2 separate regions of the Danio rerio genome follow, and region 2 is linked to region 1. The links are chromatin contacts, called in public Hi-C maps. All regions are on one chromosome and are shown on one strand. The core of a region is the stretch at or near the end of the contact, and the rest is flanking DNA. Distances in the headings are between cores, read along the strand shown. Region 1 overlaps mef2b (myocyte enhancer factor 2b). Region 2 overlaps gatad2ab (GATA zinc finger domain containing 2Ab).

Region 1 (5,904 bases), core at 1,436-3,935:
TTATATATATCCAAGTAAATTGGCTTTCCAAGCAAGAAAAAATGTTGGGCAGGGGTGGGTGGGGCAGTGGTGGGTGATTGGTTGATCAAAGTATTGACAGGTTGTCCCACACTTACTTGAGTAAATATTAACAAAAAAGTTGTTAAAGATGGACTGGAGGTTATTTCATTAAAACATGTTCAATAAATCATTTGTAATAAATACTGCAGTGTTCCATAGAAAAGTACATTTATAAATTGTGATTTTGTGGTTAAGAGAAACATTAACAGTCAGTTTCTATCTTAGAATACAGCCATCCGGGTTACACTGTGGGTTTTCAACGCAGTTCTATGAATACCTGGCAACCTTTGACTCATCAGGATGCCCATCAATCCATGATCAGCCCAGGGTGAGACATACTGTTTTGCTTGCCATTTATCACATAATAACCAATCATAGATTATATAATAAGAACGCATATAAGAAAAAACATATTATTTTGACTTGAAAATGTATGCTTCTTTTACATTCCCCGGTCATTTTTGACCCAATTAAATTTTTATTTGTAAAACAGTCATAACTTAAAAATGTTCAACTAAAAACTTTTGTATCTGATTAGTAACTTCTTTTTAACTTCATCAATTATAAGTGAATGTGCAAACATGTAACTTTTCCATGTTTTACTTTATTTACTTTATATCTTATTCAAAAATGAAGAACTCATTTGAAACTTTAAGTTGTTATGAAAAGTAGAGTAAATCAAAGTTTAAAAAGTTATATTTATTTATTTTGTATCTAATTTGGTGCAAATATATTAACTATATATTGATAATGTATTAATGTAAACATAAATAAAAATTGTCCTTAGTTGTATTAAAATGAGTTAATGATCAATAATATTCTAATGTAATAATTATATAATATAATTGTATAATTAAAAATAGAAGTATTATAATTAGATTATATAATTTTATATTATATCATATTAAAATATTCATAAGAATGGATGAATGGATGGATGAATGGATGGATGGATGGATGGATGGATGGATGGATGGATGGATGGATGGAAGGATAGAAAGAAAAAAAGAAAGAAAGAAAAAAGAAAGAAAGAAAGAAAGAAAGAGAGAAAGAAAGGAAGGAAGGAGTGATGAAGTAAGGAAGGAATGAAGGAAGATAAAGGAAAGAAAGAAAGAAAGAAAGAAAGAAAGAAAGAAAGAAAGAAAGAAAGAAAGAAAGAAAGAAAGAAAGAAAGGAAGGAAGGAAGGAAGGAAGGAAGGAAGGAAGGAAGGAGAAAGAAAGAAAGAAAGAAAGAAAGAAAGAAAGAAAGAAAGAAAGAAAGAAAGAAAGAAAGAAAGAAAGAAGGAAAGAAAGAAGGAAAGATGGAAAGAAGGAAGTAGAAAAGGAAGGAAGGGAGGAGGAAGGAAGGAAGAAAAGAAAGAAAGAAAGATGGAAAGAATGAAGAAAGTAGAAAAGGAAGGAATGAAGGAAGGAGGGAGGGAGGAAGGAAGAAAAGAAAGAAAGAAAGAAAGAAAGACAGAAAGGAAGGAAGGAAGGAAGGAAGGAAGAAATGAAGGAGAAAGAAAGAAAGAAAGAAAGAAAGAAAGAAAGAAAGAAAGAAAGAAAGAAAGGAAGGAGGAGGAAAGAGAAAGAAAGAAAGAAAGAATGAATGAATGAATGAAAGAATGAAGGAAGTAGAAAAGGAAGGAATGCAGGAAGGAGGGAGGAAGGAAGAAAAGAAAGAAAGAAAGAAAGAAAGAAAAAGAAAGAAATTAAGAAAGACAGAAAGAAAGGAAGGAAAGGAGGAAGGAAGGAAGGAAGGAAGGAAGGAATGAAGGAAGGAGGAGGAAAGAAAGAAAGAAAGAAAGAAAGAAAGAAAGACAGAAAGAAAGGAAGAAAGAAAGAAAGAAAGAAAGAAAGAAAGAAAGAAAGAAAGACAGAAAGAAAGGAAGGAAGGAAGGAAGGAAGGAGGAGGAAAGAAAGAAAGAAAGAAAGAAAGAAAGAAAGAAAGAAAGAAAGAAAGAAAGAAAGAAAGAAAGAAAGAAAGAAAGAAAGAAAGAAAGAAAGAAAGACAGAAAGAAAGGAAGGAAGGAAGGAAGGAAGGAAGAAATGAAGGAAGGAGGAGGAAAGAAAGAAAGAAAGAAAGAAAGAAAGAAAGAAAGAATGAAAGAATGAAAGAAAGAATGAAGGAAGTAGAAAAGGAAGGAATGAAGGAAGGAGGGAGGAAGGAAGAAAAGAAAGAAAGATGGAAAGAAAGAAAGAAAGAAAGGAAAGAAAGAAAGACAGAAAGACAGTAAGAAAAAAAGAAAGAAAGAAAGAAAGACAGAAAGACAGTAAGAAAAAAAGAAAGAAAGAAAGAAAGAAAGACAGAAAGAAAGAAAGAAAGAAAGAAAGAAAGAAAGAAAGAAAGAAAGAAAGAAAGAAAGAAAGGAAGGAAGGACGGAAGAAATGAAGGAAGGAGGAGGAAAGAAAGAAAGAAAGAAGCATGGATGGATGGATGGATGGATGGATGGACAGATCTTAATGATCTTAAATATACAGTAATTATGCTCAAAATATCATCACTATCCACAGGATGGCATCAGGAGGAAGCTGCTCGTACCCATCCCAAAGCTCCTCCCCCTCCTCCCCGTCACACCCCTCCCTCAACTTGAGCATTAAATCAGAGCGCACCTCTCCCGTCCACATGATCTCCCCCACGCCCCCCAGCCATCACATGCTGCAGCACTCACCAATAGCAGAGCCCAAGTCCAGCAGCTGCCCCCCGTCAGATGAATATGCAGATCTGCAGAGAGAAGAGGCGCAGAAGAGCAGCTTCTCCGGTCAGCAGCAGGGCCCAAACAGAGACCCGCCTGAGACCAAGAGCAGCCCCAACCCCAAGCAGCAGGATATCAGTAACGGCTGGATAAGATAATCACCTGTTTTACAGGGGTAGTTCATACAAAAAGTGAACATTTACTCATCATTTACTGGTTTCTTTTTTCTGTTGAACACAAAAGAAGATATTCAGAAGAATGTTGGAGACTGGAGGCCATTGACTTCCATAGTAAGAAAAATAAAATGGAAATTATTGGCTACTGGTTTCCAGAATATGTCAAAATATGTGTATTTTTTGTGTTCAACCGAACCACCTGAGGTTGATGAGAACGGGATGAGTAAACGTTTAGGTCCCGCTTTATATTAAGTGTCCTCAATGTAGTAATGTACAGAAATTAATAATTGGTTACAATGTACTTATTGTGTAAATACATGTGTTTACTGTTTACTTACGCTTAAATATCTGTATGTAATTACATCTGTAATTTAATTCTGTAATTACATTTGTAAATACACTGTTGACTATTCCTTACACCTTAACCCACCCTTAAACCTACGCATACCACCAAACCTGTCCATAACCATACACCTATCCCAACTCAAGAGCACCACAAGTGTTCTCAAATACATTATTAACAGAGTAAGTACATTGTATTTATTTTTGTTGCAAGTACATAGTAGTTTAGGACACTTAATATAAAGTTTGACCAAAGTGTATCTCTTTATGTTTTAGGAAACATACATTATGTGTTTTACTTTTAAAATTCTGCTATTTCCACATTCAAAATTCAAAGCTCATTTGGTTAACGTGTGATTTTCTTTTTCCCCAAAGAGTGTCAATGACTTGGTCATAAATGATTTTCATGTAAATGATTTTCACTCAGGATGGACTGCTTTTATACTTTGAAACCAATGCTGTTTTTATTATATGCAAAATGTATTGCCATTATTTCTCGTATTACCTATACAATATTTTATTTTCTATGCTTGTGTTTTAACTTACGCTTGAGTTAGTCGGTCCTCAAGTTTTTTGTCAGTTGAAGTGTGTTACAGTGTCCACAAGATGGCGGCGTTTGAAAATATAAGGCATCTAAATGCTTGTTGACACGACACCCTGTATCCCAATCTTTGTTTTATAATAACTAATTAAAGAAGTGCGTTTGTATGTTTTGAATAGTCTGTCATACATTCATTCAGGTATGCTGGGATAAAGGGCATCATCTGCCAAACGTTTTATTAATATAGTATTTGAGTTTTTTTTTTTAGCTATTTTTAAAGGTGTTTTGTCGAAAGCTGGAAACTTGTAAGCATCGACTTCCATAGAATATGGAATATAGAATATGGAAGTCAATATTTTCAGGTTTTCAGCTTTCTTCAAAATATCTTGTTTTCTGTCCAACAGAAGAAAGTAAGTGGACACTCTACCAGAAACTTATTTTCACTTATAAAAACTGTGACAGGGTCTGATTTAAGCTTGTCGTCCTCAAAAAATCATGCATAAACAAGAATAAAAAACATACAAATCAATAACAGAACGCATCCTTTATCACTGACAGCTTCTCCTCCATCAAAAGATGTCCCTTCTGAGTCATAGCCTTAAACATGTTTTGCACACATTTCATGTTAAATTTAATGTGACAGGACTGGCAGAAACACGGAGACAGTTGTAAAATAGTATTTATTTGTAGGATTTATTCATAACTTTGTTTTTAATTAATTGATGTAAATGATTACAACTTAAACTTCGCAATTTCTGAAGTTTTTTCTGTAAATAACAGTTTTTAGCATAACAAAATATTAAAGCTTTAGGTTCAATTGGGCTGAGGACAAGGACAATGACAGGGTCTGTACATTTGGAAAGTGTTTTTAATGAAGAAAAAAATCTGAGAACCAAATGAATGACATATTCCTTTACAGAACAACTCACAGAAATCATCAACCATCAGTCTATTTTAGAAATAAAATACTTTTTATTCACTGTATTTATGTTTTTATTTTACACTGCAAAAAATGCTTCTCTTACTTAATTTTTTTGTCTTGTTTTTAGTCCAAATATCTAGCAATTCTTAAATTAAGAAGCATTTTCTAGACAAGCAAAACATATTGTCTTGTTTTCAGAAATAATATGTCAAATTTTTCTTAAAACAAGCTAAATAATCAGCCAATGGGGTAAGCAAAATAATCTTATGTAGAAAGGAAAAACGATTATTTCGCCTCATTCGTTTATTTTATTTTCGGCTTAGTCCCTTTATTTAATCTGGGGTTGGCCCAGCGGAATCAACCGCCAACTTATCCAGCATATGTTTTACTCAGCGGATGCCCTTCCAGCCGCAACCCATCACTGGGAAACCCACACACACTCATTTACTATGGACAATTTAACCTAGCCAATTCACCTGCATCGCATGTCTGGGGGAAACCGGAGCACCCCGAGGAAACCCACGCAAACGCAGGGAGAACATGCGAACTCCACACAGAAACGCCAACTGACCTGGCCGAGGCTCGAACCAGCGATCTTCTTGCTGTGAGGCGACAGCACTACCTAGTACCTACTGCGACACTGCGTTGGTAAGTAGGCCAAATTATGCCGAAAGAATGCCACTAGAGGGCCTCGCGAACAATCAGTTATTTAAATAACTACTTAAAATATAAAATTGCTTCGGTTTTAAAGACCATTAGCAATGCTGCATTACACCACAATTACAACGTTAAACAGTAGAATATGTATCTTTCCTGGATAAATGATAAAATTTTAGCCAATTATTCTGGTGAGTAAAAAAAACCGACCACTTCCGTTTTAAATCAGGCACCATAGGCATTTCCATGGCACTATTTTGAAGCTGGACCGAGCCAACAATATGCTATTGGTGATTCAGTGCTGTTGTACCATCGTACAGGTAAGTTCAGGCGTTATTTAATTCAACGCAAAACTAAATGAAGTTGTTTCGTTTTTAAGTAATTTAGTGTATGTTTTACGTTTCTATGACGAGGCCACGTTTTCAAATTATGTATGCAATACAGTTTTTGCCTGAACAAAACAATTTGTAGCAGCATAGTTTTTAACGTTAACTTAAAGACAGAAAGATGGCATAAATAAAAACACGTGAA
Region 2 (5,904 bases), core at 1,739-4,238, 150 kb after region 1:
CACACAATCTGAAGTTAAGTAGTGTTGACCTGTGAACTAGAGAATTAGCTGGTTCACGGTGCTGCCGTTTTTGGCTTTTGTGTTGGTGTTGAGGGCTCCTAACCTCAGGCTGCTCCTCATGCAGAGCTGAATATAAAGCATCTGCTGAACGCAGTGTAAACAAGGTATCAAGTAGATGCAAACAAGGTGCTGCTTTTTGTCTTGCCGGTTTAACTTGAGGCCTAACATGTGATTTAAATAAGTTTAAACAACTTTTGTGCCATTTATTAATTTCGGTTAACACTAAACCCACTGTCATTTGAAAGTTAAGGGTTTTGCCAAATTAAAATTGTAAATGTTATAATTGTATAATTATTGGTATGTTTTAATTATTGGTATAATTATTGTATAATTATTGGTAAGTCACTGGTATTAGGGCTGCACGATATTGGAAAAACCTGATGTTGTGATTTTATTTTTCGGCTATATATATTGCCATATGAAAAGATGGTTTGAATAGCTCTATTTGGCGGCTGCTGATGAGTCTTACTCTAATTAAGTACAAAAATGGAATAATCACAATGCAAAAATGCTTTTCTTTCTTTGCTTTGTTTTGTTTCTAGTCCAAATATCTACTAATTCTTAGATCAAGTAAAAATACTGTTTTGTTTTTCACCTTCAGAGGAAATTAATGTTTTTTTTTTCCTTAAAACAAGCAAAATTATCTGCCAAAGTGAAAAGTAAAATAGTCTTGTTTTCACTTTACAATGCAGATATATGGATTTTTATAGGAATCTTTTTTTTGTTGCATAAATCATATAAATTCTGTATAAATAATTAAATTAAATTAAATAAATCTTTGTTACACCTCCAAACATCATAATTTTTTTGTGTTCAAATGTTCTAAACTCTCTTGAGTTTCTCAGTTACAGGTTTTAAACATGCAAACTCCACAAATCACATTTGTTCTTTGGCTCCTGGTAAACTATATTTCAGACTCCACATTGCATATCTTGCGATGTGACTATTGCAGATGCGCACATTGTGATATCGATGCTGAAACAATATATTGTGCAGCCCTAACTGGTATACAAATTTACGTCATTGTTCAGAAGCTACACCAACTGTGGCATTTTACAATTAATATTAACATAATTATACATGGACTCCACTAAAGCATTGATAATTAATGAAAAGTGCTTTTTTTTAATAAAACCTGTTTGAGTCATTGCTAAGCCCTCATAGAATCTGTGCCTGCATAAATTAGCAGTTTACTTAGCCCATTATTAAGTATTTATTTTATGTAAATGTGAATATATATATATATATATATATATATATATATATATATATATATATATATATATATATATATATATGTTTATATATATATATATATATGTTTATATATGTGTATATATGTATTTTACTAATATTTGCAAAAGTTTCTCAAAAGTTACTTTGAGTAGATCAATTATTTGACTTATTTTGTTTAACAAAAATGTAGTTCAAATGGTCCACATTGCACACCTTAAAAGTTACATTTATTTGTTTTTTCCAATTAAATGTGTTAAATTTTAGTTACTGTACTCCAAAAAATCATTCCACATAAATCCACAGATCTTTTTTTATTTATTCAATTTATTTATGTTTATTTATTTATATTAAATTTTTATTTCTATTTATTAATATTCCATTTATTTGTATTTAATATATTTAATTTATTTATATATATATTTTTTTCTATTTATTTGTTTATTTATTTATATTCAATTTATTTATATTTATTTATTATTTATATTCAATTTATTTATATTTATTTATTATTTATATTCAATTTATTTATAAATATTAATATTTAATTTATATATATTTGTCCAATTTATTTTTATTTACCTATATTAATTTTATTTATATTTATTCATTTATATTTGTGTGTGTGTGTGTGTGTGTGTGTGTTCAATTTGTTTATATTTATTTATATTCAATTTGTTTATATTTATTTATATTCAATTTGTTTATATTTATTTATATTCAGTTTTTTATATTTATTTATATTCAGTTTGTTTATATTTATTTATATTCAATTTATTTATTTTATTTATATTCTATTTATTTATATTCTATTTATTTTATTTTATATTTATTAATATTCTATTTATTTATTTGTATTTGTATTTATATAAAATGATTTATAATTATTTTTATCTATATTTTTTACATTCAATGTATTTATTTTTAAATTATTTTATTTATTTATATTTATTTACTTATTTATATTTATTTATATTCAATTGATTTATATTTATTTGTGTTTATTTTTCTTTATATTTAATTTATATTTATTTATTCAGTTTATTTATTTATATTCTATTTATTTATATTTAATTTAATTATTATTTATATTATTATTTTTTTTTTTTCTTTGCAAAAATAGCAAGAAATATCAGCAGATTCTGTGTGGCCTTGTTCATTTCAATGCACTTTAGGGTGGTTGCAAGTCCTTAAAATTTATATATAATAAAAAAAAACTAAAGGTTATAAAAAGTTGCTTGTTTGAATGTGATGCGTATTGCACCATAAACTGCTACACCAACTCTCATTGTCTGTGGATGTGATGATGATTGTAGAAAAGCACAAACCATGAGTGGAGATGAACCACAGTCGAGCCACAGTCATGATAAAGGACAAAGAAGGTGGCCTGATGCCATGCGGGATGGGGGAGGGGCGCAAAGTTGAGTTGAAAGATGTCACACTCTACAAACACGACCGTCGTGTGCTCAACTCTTCCCAGAGACCACACATTAGAGTATGTGCTCGCTCAGCACGTCAGTCTTCCCTCGGGTGGCACGCTGCCCCGATTCTTCAAAAAAAAAACTGCAGCAGGCCAAAGTGTTTTCTGTCGCACCTGAACCCAGCCTGACTTTGCAAAACGAGGCCTATGTCACAAACTGGTTTGAGCCGGCTGGTTTCCACTGGCAGGAACAGTTAAAGAAAAAGGGAGGGTGTGAGTCATGTGACCACAGGGAAATTCTTGCATCATGTGATCTCGTCGGTGCTGCTTGATACACAGGAAGTGATCTAATATAAAAGTCAATTCTGGTGAAGTTGTGCACGTCATCAGATAAACTTCCACGAAGAAGCTGTGTTTAGATGCCCAGTGATTCCGGTAAACTTGTGTTTTGATTGATGGGTTTAATTGGTCGGCTTGCTTTCAAGAGCCATCCCAGAAAACTGGATGTTGTTCCTTCCTGCCCATTTACTCAAACAGGCCACACTTTCAGAGCTTTTGCTTGACCCTTCCTCATGTCAAAAGACAAGGCCTACTTGTTAAAAAATGAGTGATTGCGCAGATTTTTTTGTGCTATTACTACATAGAGAAGCGATTTTAGGTTTAGCAGATAATAAAATGGATGAAAAAAATCAGCTGCTTGAAGGAACTTCAGTCGAATGTTTTGGAGAACAGAGCAGATGCTGTAAAACGGAGTATGCGACCACCTTGAAACAATTTAACAACACCTTAGCAAAGCATTAACAAGCATTTTGGACACCGTATTAGTGAACAAACATGACTGCAGCATTCTCTGCAATGTTTTGCTGTTAATATTATCCAAATTAAAGGGATAGTTCACCCAAATATGAAAATCTACTCTCACTTAAGTGGTTCCAAGCTTCTGTTAATTTTAGAAGAAATCTGTAATTATTGACATCCAGAGTAGGAAGAACAAATACTGTGGTTATTACAGTTTTCCAACAAGAAAGTCAGTCAAACAGGTGAAGGGAAGTGAAGGGAGAGTAAATGATGACAGAATTGTCATTTTTGGGCGAACTATCGCTTTAACCATAGCAGGACATAATGTTGAGAATTTTTTTGGTCTAAAGTCCAGATGGATTTAGAGATTTGGGAATAAACCCTTCGGAACAGGGGGTTTTAATCCTGCTTCTGGAGAGTCACATTTATTCTAGTCATCATCAGGTGTTAGAGATGCGTAAGGTGTGTTGATTTTGTGTGGTTTTGATTCCACAGTTTTATGGTGTTTCCACATCTGTAGACTCTTTGGTTTGTTTTGACCACAGTTACAATTAGGCATGGGCCGGTATAAGATTCTGACGGTATGATAACCTTGGATAAAAATATCACGGTTTTACGATATTGTGATTACTGGTCTAAAGAATATTATTTATAAATGTCTGGGTAAGAAACAAAAACTTTTTCCCCCTTTGAACACAATATATTTTATTTAGAAAAACATTTTAACTATTTTGGAGCAGTAAACGTATCAGGCTAAGTAATTCAACTGAATCATTGACTTCCTGTCTTCGTTTGTTTAAAAAACACAGATTTTTTTTTTTACCCTTCACTGTAAATGGCATCTTTTTGGACATATTTTTTTTTTTCCTGCTGGAGATACTGTTGTCGTAAAAAAAAAATGTAAATAAAAAAAGCACAGTATACCTTGAAAACGGTCATCGTCCCATGCCTAATTACAATATTGTATACATTTGTTATACAATATTATATACAATTATATAAATGTATTATATACAGTACCGTGTTTCCTCTAGAATTTTTTCCAGCTGTGGTGGCAGGCCTTTTACACAGATCTACCAACTACCTATGGCGTTAGTTCAATGACAAATGTCATGAATGTAGTATTACAAGTCGAGATCGGATTTATGTAATACAAGCATGCAAATTTCTTTTCTTGCGCGCCAATTTTCATTGCTCGAGCACAAAACATGCCCTCAAATATAGCTACGCTGCTCAAGTGCAGATTTTCTTGTACGCTTTAAAGTAAACGCTGCTGAAGTGCGATTTACTGCGTTTATGTAACAAGTAGGGCTGTGATGATGAGTAAAATTTCCCCACCGGTTAATCGACTTGTGACTACACCTATAATACCGGTATCACCGTAGGGGTGAGATTTCCTCTTTTCCTCTTTTTTTTCTCTGTTCAAATAGCTTATAAATGCGTGCATATAGTACTTTCACTTTCAGTTTTGCGGGAATTGCAAATTCTGCGTCAATTGTTTGAATGGACAACAGGGAAACTGCAAAAAAAATAAAATAAAAATCACTGTTATTAAACACTGAACTTTTATTAACGAAATGAAAAAAAACAACTACTAAGCTACAGGCTGAAAAAACTGGAAGTTGGAACCCAACAAATAACAACCATAGATTGTTTATTACGTAGCCTATGTTGGAATGTTTTAAAGCAAATAAGAAAATAAAATAGAAAGATAAATAATTATATTGCACAAAGTTTAAATAAGATTAAACGAATGAACAAGAAACAAATATAAAAAAAAACCTTCCAAAATGACATTAGGCTACAAAAATGAATAAGAAATGAACAAAAGCACTGTAAATTGGCATTTATTAACAGTGCAGTCTACCTACATGTTCTTTGCCAGGAAACCTGGCCAATATGTTGACCATCTCTGGTTTAAGATGGGGTCTTGTGGGGCTCACCATGTTCCCCATCGTGCTAAACACTGTCTCAGATGCGCAGCTTGTTGCGCACACGCAGAGTTGCTTATTGGTTAAATTTGCCAACAGAGGAAGCATGTTTGGTTGTCTTTTGTTGTCCTACCTGACTTTAGTGTCTTATTTTATTAATTAGCCTAATGTATAATATTAAAAGCTTAGTCCTTATGAACAATCTGTTTATAAAATACATTATTAACGAATCTATAGGCTACTAAAGAATAAACCTAATATAAAACATGATCATTGCATAACGATCACAACTAAACAAGCTAGCAACCATTTTATATATAAACTATAAATGAAAAAGTGAAAGAAATGTTGAGTAGTGGAACATTATGTAAAAATCTAAAGACTACAGGCTAAATAAAAGCTTCTTGTCAGAGCTGAATATCACTGCTGTCACCGCACATATGTCAGTTTACAGCTTCTGTA

Evidence for each region. Hi-C and Micro-C count contacts between places; a contact is called where the count stands out from the background.
Region 2: a Hi-C map of embryo shows a contact between it and region 1, with 2.8 times the contacts expected there. The contact joins two enhancer-like sites. A contact is called at or near these places in 2 of 18 Hi-C or Micro-C datasets (both in embryo).

The regions. Positions count from the first base shown.
Region 1 is chr22:17,905,131-17,911,034 of GRCz12tu, forward strand. mef2b (myocyte enhancer factor 2b) reads left to right here. Exons shown (of 9, transcript NM_001278856.1): 8 at 286-388; 9 at 2,554-3,968. The coding sequence ends at 2,893. Among named protein-coding and RNA genes, the nearest start is that of mef2b, 26 kb to the left of the region's middle. Within about 2 kb of position 2,686, at least 30 of the 62 cell types and tissues checked have an H3K27ac peak or open chromatin away from gene starts, as enhancers often do.
Region 2 is chr22:18,050,308-18,056,211 of GRCz12tu, forward strand. All of the region lies in intron 2 of gatad2ab (GATA zinc finger domain containing 2Ab), which reads left to right. Among named protein-coding and RNA genes, the nearest start is that of tssk6, 28 kb to the right of the region's middle. Within about 2 kb of position 2,989, at least 57 of the 62 cell types and tissues checked have an H3K27ac peak or open chromatin away from gene starts, as enhancers often do.